2 separate regions of the Gossypium arboreum genome follow, and region 2 is linked to region 1. The links are chromatin contacts, called in public Hi-C maps. All regions are on one chromosome and are shown on one strand. The core of a region is the stretch at or near the end of the contact, and the rest is flanking DNA. Distances in the headings are between cores, read along the strand shown.

Region 1 (6,093 bases), core at 1,958-4,457:
ACAATTAGACTATGTAAAACAGTCGGTCAAGCATCAATTTAATTAATGAAAATTATGGGAAAATTTCAGAAAAAAAAAGTTTATGATTTATAAATATATCTATCCGGTTTTTACTATTTTATAATTAAATTAAAAATTAACTTTTAAAAACTATGTATGTTATTTTGGTGATATGATCATTTGTAGCCAAGCTCATTCTATCAAATAAATATTTTATTGTTTGAACTTTAAAGACAAAATTATTGGAAAAGATAGCTTTAACCTCGAAAGATATTTACAAACCATAAAATGAGATACGAAGAATATCTTGATCCCCTCCCAAAAAAAATGAATACTAATAGTTCTTGCTCATGTATTATCGATAATGAATAGTGTAATCAAAGTTAAACATTTTAATTATCCGAAACAAAGATTTTAATTAAGAGATTCATAAATGATGATAGAAATGTTATAGTTATTCATATTGTATTTTTCGTTATTAATAGTAACAAAGATTATTTATAAACTTAAATTAATCGAAATTCAATCTAATTTTTAATTATTCAAACAATAAATTTAAAATAATTTATTTTCCGAACATATAATTTTAAATTCAGTAGAAATCATATACAATTTTAAAAATCTAAATTGAAAGGCAATGAGTAAAATTGGAGCATCGGAAGACCAAAACATAAACATTTAAGAAACGTAATGTTGTTTTCAATTTTTTATATTTAGAGAAAACCATAGTCTATAATCATAAACAGAAGTTTGTATAATGTCAAAGATAGCAAAACAATGTCATAAATATGAATTCAATGGCGGCAGTTGGAGAAAATTGAAAGTAAAAGAATAAGTACTCAAATATTTGTTTTAGTTAAAGAGACCTTGAAGACTACTCCATTCAACTCCTTTGAAATTTCAACCGCAGGGTTAGGTTAGGTGAGAAAATTGTAGGAAATGGGTCTTAAATGCACGAAGAAATTATTTTATAACGGGTAAACTACAAAATTAGTTTTTTTTTTCCTCAGATTGCATTTTAGTCACTTATGTTTGAAATGTTACATTTTGGTCACTTACATTATCGTTTTGTTAAGAATTAGTCACTCACTGTTAAGCTCTATTACCTCCTTAACGGCAGTCCTACATAGCAGTCCAAATGGGTTTTAAATGTCAATTTAGATGTCTAATTGCTGGGATGAAAATAGGTTTTTATTAAATAAATTTAATTTGGATTGCCATGTAGGACATCCAAGTTGGCATTTAAAACCCATTTGGACTACCACGTAGGATCAGCGTTAGGAAGGTAAATGAGCTTAAAGGCAGAGTGACTACTTCATAACAAAACAATTGTAAGTGACTAAAATGTAATATTTCAAACATAAGTGACTAAAATATAATCCGAGACAAATAAAAGTGACTAATTTTATTGTTTACCCTTCTATAAATGGTTTATATAACTTTTACCTTCTAAACTTAGCAATTATATCTACTTTAGTATGTATATGTGTATATATATATATATATTTGTTATTTTTGGTACTTGAATTTGACAGTAAAAATCATTTTAAATGATAATATGATACAATCTCGAGTATCACATCATTAAACTAAGTTTAGAGATCAAAATAGAAAAAAATAAATGGATAAATTGCTATATTATTAACTTTTTAAAAAAAATGTGTAAAATTTATTTTATAAAAGTGATAGTAATATACTTTGGGTTCAAAATGAATGAGCTATTAATCAATCAACCTAGCAGACAGAATTATGTTCATTAGCTGGTTGTAATACCACAAACTCTTGAATAAAATAGAAGATTTATGTATCAAACAAAAGGGATGTATACCTATAAAAATAACATTATTGTATAGTTGCTCTCTGAAAAGAAAAAACACATTATTGTGTAGTTGTGTGTATTCAACTGTACTAAAAATGACAATCAAGAAATAAAATTATAAAAAAGAAAAACCGAAAATAAAAGTGAAATTGATTCCACGGTTTGCATGCTTCCTTTGTTTCTCGTATGGATAACATAACATTAAAAAAAAAAACATTTTAAATTTTCAGATACGATTTTTAAAATGTTATATCATGAAATACATGTAATAACGGTTATATTTTATAAGAAATCAAATTTTGTTTTCAATCTTAAGACATAAATTTAGTTATTATACTTTTATTAACTAAATTTTAGTGTTTATAATTTTGAATTTTAAAATTTTAATTTTATCCAAATAGTAATATGCTAATTTATATTCTTTATTTTTAAAGTCTTATACAAAATTATATTATTACATGTTTAATTTTATTCCAGCTAGCTATTGGCACATAATACTTAAAAAAAAATTAAAGTTATACTAATTAACAAATTTAATAGTTATAATTTTATTTTAAGATTGAAATTTTAAATATTAAAAATATAAATATTAAAATGATCAAATTAGAAAATAAGAGTAACTAAATGCATAACTAATCAACAATACGAAACCAATAACAAAATTTGACTTTACAAATTTAATTGGTACTATCGTTTAAGTGAAGTTTGAAATTTCAAAATTTGAAACTAAATTAAAGTAGAAAAAACTAAATTTTGCAATTTATACACAATACATGTAATAATAATAAGATTAGACCAAACAGAGTTGAATTATTCTGTAGAGGAAGGGGCCATAAAATTATTACAAGTAGGAGATAAGCAAGATTGTGACATTGTACTGAATCTGATTCAGCTTCTGCCACTTTTGACATAAGGGGTATTTTTTTTTTTTTTTGATGTTTCCAGTCCTCCTAAATTGTCCAAATCATGTCGGTCACTCATTTACTAATTAATTTAATTGTCGGCGATCATGTATTTAGCTTACGGACACAGTGTATCATCTCTTGCCTTATGTCGGTATTTGCTAATTGCAGGTGTCCACTCCACTAAACCCACTAATTTTCTTTTTAGTCCCTTGACAACATCATCAGTTTAAGCAAGATTTTGAATCCAAATATGCACATGGAATAGCTAAAAGTGGATGGCCGGAAGGGTAAGAGTAACAATATGAAAGGTTTTTAACTATACCATCACATAAGATGGTTGAAATTTTGATGTTATTTAAGTTATTCCGATTGGAATTAATTAATGAAAGTTATGATATAAAATAATTTGGAATTATTGGTAATTTAATATTGATTAAGTGAGGTATGTAAAGTGTACCTACGCATGGTAACGTGTGTGTGCGTACCTGGTTTTGAAGATTTTGGAATCCACAATGAATAAAGTAACTTGTGGAAGTGGAAAATGTTGGTTGAGCTGTGTGCATATAAAGTCAAAAATTACATGAGAAAACCCAATAAATGTTTGTAATAAATTGAATTTAATTTCTGGTATGTTGATCTGCATTTTTTTCTAAGAGCATAATCCCATAGTTGAAAACTAAGGACGTTGATTTTCTTTCAAAGCAATTATAATAATTAAAAATATTATCGAAAATTATGTAATTAGAATATATATAAGTTTACATATAAAATATAATAAATAATAATACGTCTCATTTGAAAATAATAATAATAAGTATGAAATTAGAATAAAAAAGTTTAAATTGTGAGTAAAAAGAAATTAAATAGGTAAATACATTAGATTAAAAATAATAAATGTACTTGATTATTTATCATGGTATTGTCATTTTTCTATAGCACATTAAAAGGTTATCATGTTAGTGAAAAGAAAGTTCTATATTAAAAAACTAACTATTGATTTTGTAACGACCCGATAGCCACAGGTGTTGGCAAGTGTATTTTTGAGACTTTGTTACCTTAAATTAAACTCGTAAATATTTATTAAAAATATTTACGAAGCTAGTTGTGTGGCTAATTAAGTTTTGGCTAGGTGAATTTGCATGAATTAAGAGTAATTAAGTAATTAGGTATAATGACTAAATTGCATAAAGGGTGAAAGTTGAATTATAGATTTAAAAAATTAAAGAGACCAAAGAAGGAATTATGCCATGGCTTATAAATGATATAGATATTTATAAATTTATTATATATTATAATATAAAACTTTAATATTTAAGTATGTATAATATATTACATAATAATAAAACAAATAAATAAAAGAAAAAGAAATAGAAAAAGAAACAAAGCAAAACGAAACAGGAAAGAAAGAAAGAAAAAAGAAAGAAAAGAGAAAGAAGAAAGAAATCCACGGGGTTAGGGGTTTCAATTGTTTAAAGTTCAATTGGTTAGTCAATTTAGTCTCTTTTCTTGTAATTTTATGATTTTAAAATTTCAATGTTAAATCTTACTCAATCTATGTCAAAATTTTAAAAATTATTAAGTTTTTAAGTGTTGTTAATGTTGAATAATTTTAGTATTGGGAATTAAATTGATAGATTTTTAAGTTAGAAATGAAAAAGGATTAAATTGTAGAATAAATTGTAAATTTTGAGTAATAGGGACTAAATTGTGAAAATTTTAAAATTTAGGAATTTAAGTGAAAATAGGGAGTTAAATTTAGTTTAAAGTGAAATTTGTATGAAAATATAAGATTAATTGTGAAAAATAAAATTAATATCGATTTAGGGATTAAATTGGAATTTAGGCAAATATTGAGTAAAATTGAAATTTTCAATATGAAATTAAATTGTGTTGTACTGATAAATTTTAATTGTTTTAATTCCATAGCTAACGTCGTACCGGAATCTTCGACTAAAAAGGAGAAAGATAAAGTCAACATCAAACAGCTCGGATGTATTTCTATAATCTGAATCTAGTTCTTAATTGTTAAATTTTAATTTAGTGCTTATGGTAAGTAGTTGAGGTGAGTATTTGAGATTTTGATATTGAATTGATTTTAAATTGATGGGAATTGATTGAATTGATATATATGTATATATATATTTTATGAATATCTTGATTATTTGAATTGAATTGAATTGAATTCATATGTATATGTGATTATATGAAAAATTGATACTGAATATTGGTTGTTTTTGAAATGGGAAATTAAACTCTATTAATTGTATCGGGCTAAGTCGGATATAGATGGCATGCCATAGGATTAGAAGAGTTCAGGGATTTCTACGACTTCGAGTCGATGAGGCACTAGGTGCCAATTTACTTATATTTAACTGATGAGACATTGGGTGTAACGGCCTAATTTTCAGTGGTGTCGGAAATGGTGATTTGAGATCACTAAATTCGACAAATAAGATTGAACAAGATAGTAATTTAATATTTATGAGTCAAGTAAGAATTTAGAAGAATTTGTGAAATGGTGAAATTAGTGAATTAAAAGAATTTATTAGGTCAAATGGGTCAAAAATGAGGTATCGAGACCTCAAAGTTGAAAATCGAGCTATAAATATTTTTATAAATATTTATGGAGTGTCATTGAGTTAGTATTAAAGTTTAGTTAGAAAATTTTAACGTTTGGATGGCTAATTAATTGAAAAGGATTAAATTGAAAATAGCACAAAATTTGTTAAATTGTGAGTAAATAGCTTAAGTATTTAAAAGATGGATTTAAAGAGCAATTAGACCCAAAGGTTAATGGCTGGACGGTTTGGGTATGAAATAAGCAAGAAAACAATGTGAACAAGGGCAAAATTGGAAATAGATAAAAGTTAATAGTTAAATAATGATGTAATTGAAAAATCTAGACATTTTCTTCATAATTTCTCAGCCAAAACGCCATAGAAGGTCTGGAGAAAGCTGGTTTTCATATTTTTACATCATGTGAGTCTAATTCTTGCTTTTTCTTGATAATTTTATGTTTTTATGACTTTTACAATTAGGTCCACTTGTAGAATTCATTAGTTTTTGATTTTATGGGTGAAATTGGAAGTTACCCTGGATGGATAAGGGAATTTTATGATGAATTATTATGAAATTTAAGTTCTAATTTCATATTAAGGTGGTTTTATTAAGTGATTTTGATAGGAAATGATATTTAGGACCTAATTGTGAAAAAGTTGTGAATTGAAGGTTGCTGTTGAAATTCAGAATATAAAAGGTTTTGAAATAGTTTATAATGATAAAATAAAGTGTTAATTGAGAAAAATTAGTTCAATTGATGGGTGAATTGAGTAGGGACTAAATTGTGAAAACTGTAAATTTTGGGGTAAA
Region 2 (6,077 bases), core at 2,991-5,490, 270 kb after region 1:
TAAGCATTAAAGCTTAGTAAGTCCATATACAAATAATATGCAATGAGAACAAGCAGATATTATACAACATCATGATAGCATAAATATAAAGATTGTTCATCATTCAAACCTTTTTAGACTTATTTATTATATATATATTTCCTTATCACGAATCATCATTTACCAAGGTATTACTCATGAGCATAGCGTACATACCTATACCAATTCGTAGTATAGCATACAACTATACCTTCTTTAATATGCCCTCCTTGGGACTTTCATTACATCATCCATTGCATTACCCGTTGAACACTCGGAATAATATTGGATACGCAGAAAACCTTGCACCTGAGTGCCACATACACACACGTAGCCAAAGTTACCTCAAACATGTAACGCTCGTAATAGAGCTACTCACGGGCCTGCTCGCACAAGCTGTCAGGTATCTGACACACTCAAGACTACCTAGCCACAGGTAGGACACCCAAGACCAGTGCCCGGAACCAAATTACATGTGTCACAAACATCATGAACTCAGACTAACTCAATGAGCTCAAATGTCATATATATCATGAACTCAGACCAACTCAATGAGTTCAGATCATATAATTTTCTAGTGGCATGTCACTTGTATCCTAAACTATTCCTAAGGTTCAAACGAGATTCTTCCTTACATGCTTATAACATCTCAACCACACTTGCTCGTGATATCGTGGATAACGAACATAATATCATTCACACTTTCATAACCACCATTAGGCTTAACAACCATAATGAAAATAAAATATTTACCACATAATATCAATACATCAAAATATGCTATATTGTCACATTATGTACACATGTACTTACCTCGGTACAAAACGATGAGAAACGAGCCTATTCGTCGTAAACTTTATTCTTTCCTTGATCAAGACCCGAATCACGTTTTTCTTGATCTATAATGCCAAATTTAACTTGTTTAATAATCACATTGTTCAAATAAATCCATAATTCAAACTTTAGTAAAATTACCTTTTACCCCTAACTTTTCACTTATTTATAATTTAGTCCTTAGGCTCGTAAAATGAAATGCATGCATTTCCTTTATTACCCAAGCCTAGCCAAACTTTCCTTGTACTCATAACAGCCCATAATTTTCTTCAAAATCAGATTTTTATCACTTATTTTACGCCTTTTACAAAATAGTCATTTTTAGTGGTTTTCATGAAAAATCACTTTGTGAAAGATGTTTATCTTACACCAAACTTTCATATTCCTCCATTAAACATCAAAATACATGTATATCATACATGGGTAGATTTTTTACATAAACCCTACTTCAAAATAAGGGTAGGAATAGGTAAATCAAGCTACGAGGACTTCAAAAATGTAAAGAACATTGAAAATGGGCTAGGGAACACTTACTATTGAGCTTGAAAATGTCAAAAACCCTAGCTATGGAGTGCTTAGAATTTTCGGCAGCCACATGAAGAAGATGAGCACATTTTTGCTTTGATTTTCCCTTTTTATTCTTTTATTTACCAAATGACTAAAATGCCCTTAAAGCCTTTCTTTCAAATTTTTCCTATGCATGTTCATTTTTGTTCAAAATTATAAAAATTGGTCAAATTGCTATAGGACCTTCTAATTTATAATCTAAAGCAATTTCATGCTTAAAGCTTCTAGAACACAAGTTTTGCATTTTATTCAATTTGGTCCCTAAAGTTCAATTGGACATTTTATGCATAGAATTTCTTCATGAAATTTTCACACAAGCATGCATACATATCATGGACCTCATAATAATCATAAAATAATTATTTCTATATCGGATTTGTGGTATCGAAACCACTGTTCTGACTAGCCCCTAATTCGGGATGTTACATAAATTATTGAATAGATTAGAATTGTATTCGTAGTTGCTTTGGCAACGAATGTGACATTCCATAGCTTATACATGACAGTCAGGTCAAATATAGAGTGTTACAATATTTTTCTCATATCAAATTGAACCATAATTGTAACTTTGGATTTGAATTTAAAATAATAAATCGATAAATTTACAATCAAACCATAATTTTGTTTTCTATCATCCAATTTCATCTTTTTGTAATAGATTAGTTCGACTTTAGATTTAATTCATTAAAATTTATGATTTTATTTTTAATATATTTTTAAATATTTTTGAAACTTTTTATAATTTCAAGATGAATCTAAACAAATTGGTATTCGATTCGAATGAACCTGGACAAATAGCTATCTAAGTTTATTCTAAACTTAAAATTTTAAAATATATTTTTATTTTTTTTAAATTGTTTTGTTTTGTTGATATGGCACTGTGTGATGTGACAATCGTTAACGGTCATGTCGACGATTCCATTAGAATTTAATGGTCAACACCAGTCAAAAGGTTGATTTAATTAATTTTATAAGTTTGAGGACTCAATTGATTGCAAAAAGTTGAGAAAAATTTAATAAAATTTCTTTTGAAATTCTTCAAAATCATTTTATACTATTAAGCCTAAAAAATATTAGTTGAATGCTAGGAGAGAAAAAACATAATTGTAATTTATTTTTTAAGGATGAAAATATAAAAATAGAGGAGCGAAAAATTATAATAAAAAATCCATGAAAAAGCATCTCAAATGGTGTAATAGGTATCATTTGGTTGATTTTCACAACCAAACAATGGTCGGTGTTAATTAGTGTTTAAATATTTTGAAATCAAAATTCATATTAATTTTTTAACGGTATTGTTTTTTTTATTTTTACTAATTAAAATAATCCGTTTACCTTTTTTATAAAAAATTTTAAATAATAGTTTGTAAATGAAGTGAAGTTATAATATTTTTAATTATTATTTTAATATCAAAATATAGATACAATTTTATCTATTTGAATTTATTTATTTATAATATGTCAAATTTTGTTTCCAACATATTACTAATTAAAAATAATTAAATAAAACATGCGATTAACTTGTTTATTGCACGAGAAAAAACTAATTATAAGATAGATTACAATGTTAATACTCCTATCAAATAAGTTAATATTTCATTATAACAAGTGTGTGGGTTGAAGTCCCACCTTGCATAAATCATGTATGTGCTTTATCCAAAGTTATTTTGGTTTAGGGTACGTTATGTCTAAGTTGTGCAATGTAATGTGTATTTAGCAAATTTTTTAGAATAATAGTTAAAGTTCTTATTTAACACCTAAATCTTGTGGTCCACCTTCCCATTAACACCAATTCATTTGTGATTCTAATTCTATTAAATATGTTGTACTATAATTTATTGCATTGAATGAAAAATCTATTTAGTTTTTAGTTAATTATACCAAACATCTTTAATTTATGGCTCTCATTCTAAATTAGTTTTCAAACCTTAAAATATTTTAATTACATCTTCAAACTATTAATACTATATCAATAATATCCTTCCATTATTAAAATTATTTTTAGATCTTATGCAACATAATTCAAAATAAAAATTTTAAAGAAAAATGAATATTGTAAACATGGACATTGTGAATTTCTTGGTTTAAAGGTTTTGAAGTTTTTGCAAAAATTATTGTTCACTCTTTCTTTTTTTTTGTTTTATTTTATTTTTAGTTTTATTTTTAAAATTTATGCTGTAATATTTTACTTTTCTTTAAAAGTTTTATTTTAAATTCTACCCCAAAAATTTTAACGTATCATTTAATAGTTAAATTAACAGTTTTAGTAAGGAATGACCTAATTAGAACATTTTGAAGTTTGAAAAGCAATTTAGAATAAGGGTATAGTTTGAAAATGATTGGTGCAATTAATTCTTAGTTTTTTTAATTTAAAAAGACATAATAATATATTTAAACCATAATGTTTATATTTTTTAATTAATTTGATCATTAACCTTTCAAAAAGAGTCAAATAGCTTTCTTTTAACGAAAATAATGACTAAAACATTAATTATTTTGTATGACACATCAACAAATAATTTAATATTTATAAAAATCCAAAAATAAAAAATTATAAAAAGTTCATAAAAATAAAAAATTAGTATGAATTATAAATGGATTGTCATGCGAACTACCATGTTTAAAATTTTAAAATTTTAAAATTATTTTTATTAAAAATAATAAATTAACTTTTTAAAAATTGAGAATCAAATTTGATATTTTTTAAAAATTAATAGTCAAATTTAACTAAAAAGAGATTTTATGATTATGCCTTTAGAAAAAATAAAAGAATAGTTTTAGTAGCTAGTTAAACATTTTTTATGGATGATATAAATTTAGAATGTGCTAAATTAAAGTATGAAAAAAGTGAAAAGAAAAATAAAAACAATGAGTTCACCCCTGGCTTAGAAAAAACCTAATAAATCAAAATTGTCATAAGGGCCCCCGGAAGGCCGAAATTCTCGATCCCTAGCGAAAACCAAACCCTAGAAAAAGTCTCCTTTGGCCTTGCCTTGCCTCTTTCACAGAAAAAGAAGTGTTGGAGGTTAAATATTGATTCCCCTTTCACTTTGCAAGAGAAAGGAGAAGACAACACCTGAAAAGGAAAAAAAAAAAAAAAACACACCACAATGGACGCTATGAGGAAACAGCTCGATGTGCTGATGGGTGCCAATCGAAATGGCGACGTACGTGAAGTGAATCGCAAGTACTACGATCGCGATGTTTGCCGTCTCTTTTTGTCCGGTCTTTGCCCTCACGAGCTCTTCCAATTAACGGTACTTCTATCAATATTTAGATATCGCTTTTTTTTATTTCTTTTCGCTTTTTTATTTACTTGTTATCATGATTCTCTTTGTCTTGTCCAGCCCTAATCTCTGCTTTCATTATATGATTTTTTTATTAAATTACAGCTTAGGGAGAGATCTATTTGATTTGTGTAGTGATAGAGGAAGGTAGACGATGAATTTGAACTCTCAAAAAAAAAAGAAAAACCTGAAGAGCTTGGGAAGTCTTTTGGTTTCTGTGAACATACGTTACAAGGAAAAAAGGGGAATCATGGTTCTACAAGTTCCATTAGGCCATTTTCACTAAGTTTTTCTTATGAAAGGAAATTGTATTTGTTCACGGAAGCAATTATGCTTCTGAAAAATGAAATTTCTAGCTTCGAGTTTTTTTGAATAGGAAAAATGCATGATTTTACTTTTATATTGAATGATTGTGTTGAGTTCTCTCATTTTTGCTTGTTATAAACTGAATGTGAATATTCTTTTTTTTATTTTTTTTGCTTTTAATAACTTTTGAGGAAGTGAATAAAAACTAGATTGCCAAAGTAATTACCGAAAGGAGCATTACTACTGGTAGCTAGGGAATAGATCTGAGTAATACAGGAAATCTAAAGAAAACGAGAAAAACAGTGATGATAGGTGGTATTTGTTGTTATTAGAAAAAGAAAGGGAAAACTTAATGCAAATTCTCTGTTCCTAAGTTTTATTTTACTTAAGATGTCTAGGAAGAATAAAGGATTTTGACTATACTATTTTAATTTGTCATTGGTTGGTGACATGGAAAACAAACACTCAAGATAAGCATATTATGGTATTTGCAATTTTTTTCTTTTTCTAATTTTTTTCTTTTTTTCTCATGGTATCTATTGATACAATACTTCTGTTTGAGGGGAGGATTTTGGTTAAATCATTTACTGCTAAAGATGCTGTATGTGTTTAGTTACATGGTAGATCAATGATGGACCATCTTTATTAAGGTTTTGAGTTTGATTGTTGAATGCTAGGTTTTAGAAATACACCAGATAGTGGTTTCTGATCCTTTTTCTTTTTCCTGTCTGAAGTTCTTATGCGTTTTTACATTACTGATGACTTTCTGTTCCTCATCTTGGTTCAGAAAATGGATATGGGACCATGCCCAAAGGTCCACTCTTTACAGCTGAGGAAAGAGTATCCTTGCTAAGTCTTATTGCTAGCAACTATTGTTGCATTGTGACTTCAACATTGTTGTTAATGTTTGACTTGTACTCCTCTTGCGACCTGGGGTATGTCAATAGGTACTATGTAGTGGTCAATTTGAAAATCAGGTGTCAGCTAGGTTTCTCAGCCTTCGGTGCAAGGCTTGGATGTGGTTATGTTTAATTTTTTTGTGAGTTTTGCCATATATTTACAGGA

The links. A called contact is a pair of places that touch in the nucleus more often than the background predicts.
Region 2: a contact with region 1 is called in a Hi-C map of leaf, with 4 times the contacts expected there. The contact joins the promoter of LOC108464966 here to the enhancer-like site in region 1. A contact is called at or near these places in 2 of 5 Hi-C or Micro-C datasets (both in leaf).

The regions. Positions count from the first base shown.
Region 1 is chr1:36,862,239-36,868,331 of ASM2569848v2, forward strand. No RefSeq gene overlaps it. Among protein-coding and RNA genes, the nearest start is that of LOC108464961, 7.1 kb to the right of the region's middle. Within about 2 kb of position 3,208, at least 2 of the 2 cell types and tissues checked have an H3K27ac peak or open chromatin away from gene starts, as enhancers often do. A contact at or near this core is called in leaf, where this site is marked.
Region 2 is chr1:37,127,984-37,134,060 of ASM2569848v2, forward strand. LOC108464966 reads left to right here and starts at 4,241. Exons shown (of 13, transcript XM_017765248.2): 1 at 4,241-4,676; 2 at 5,800-5,852. The coding sequence starts at 4,530.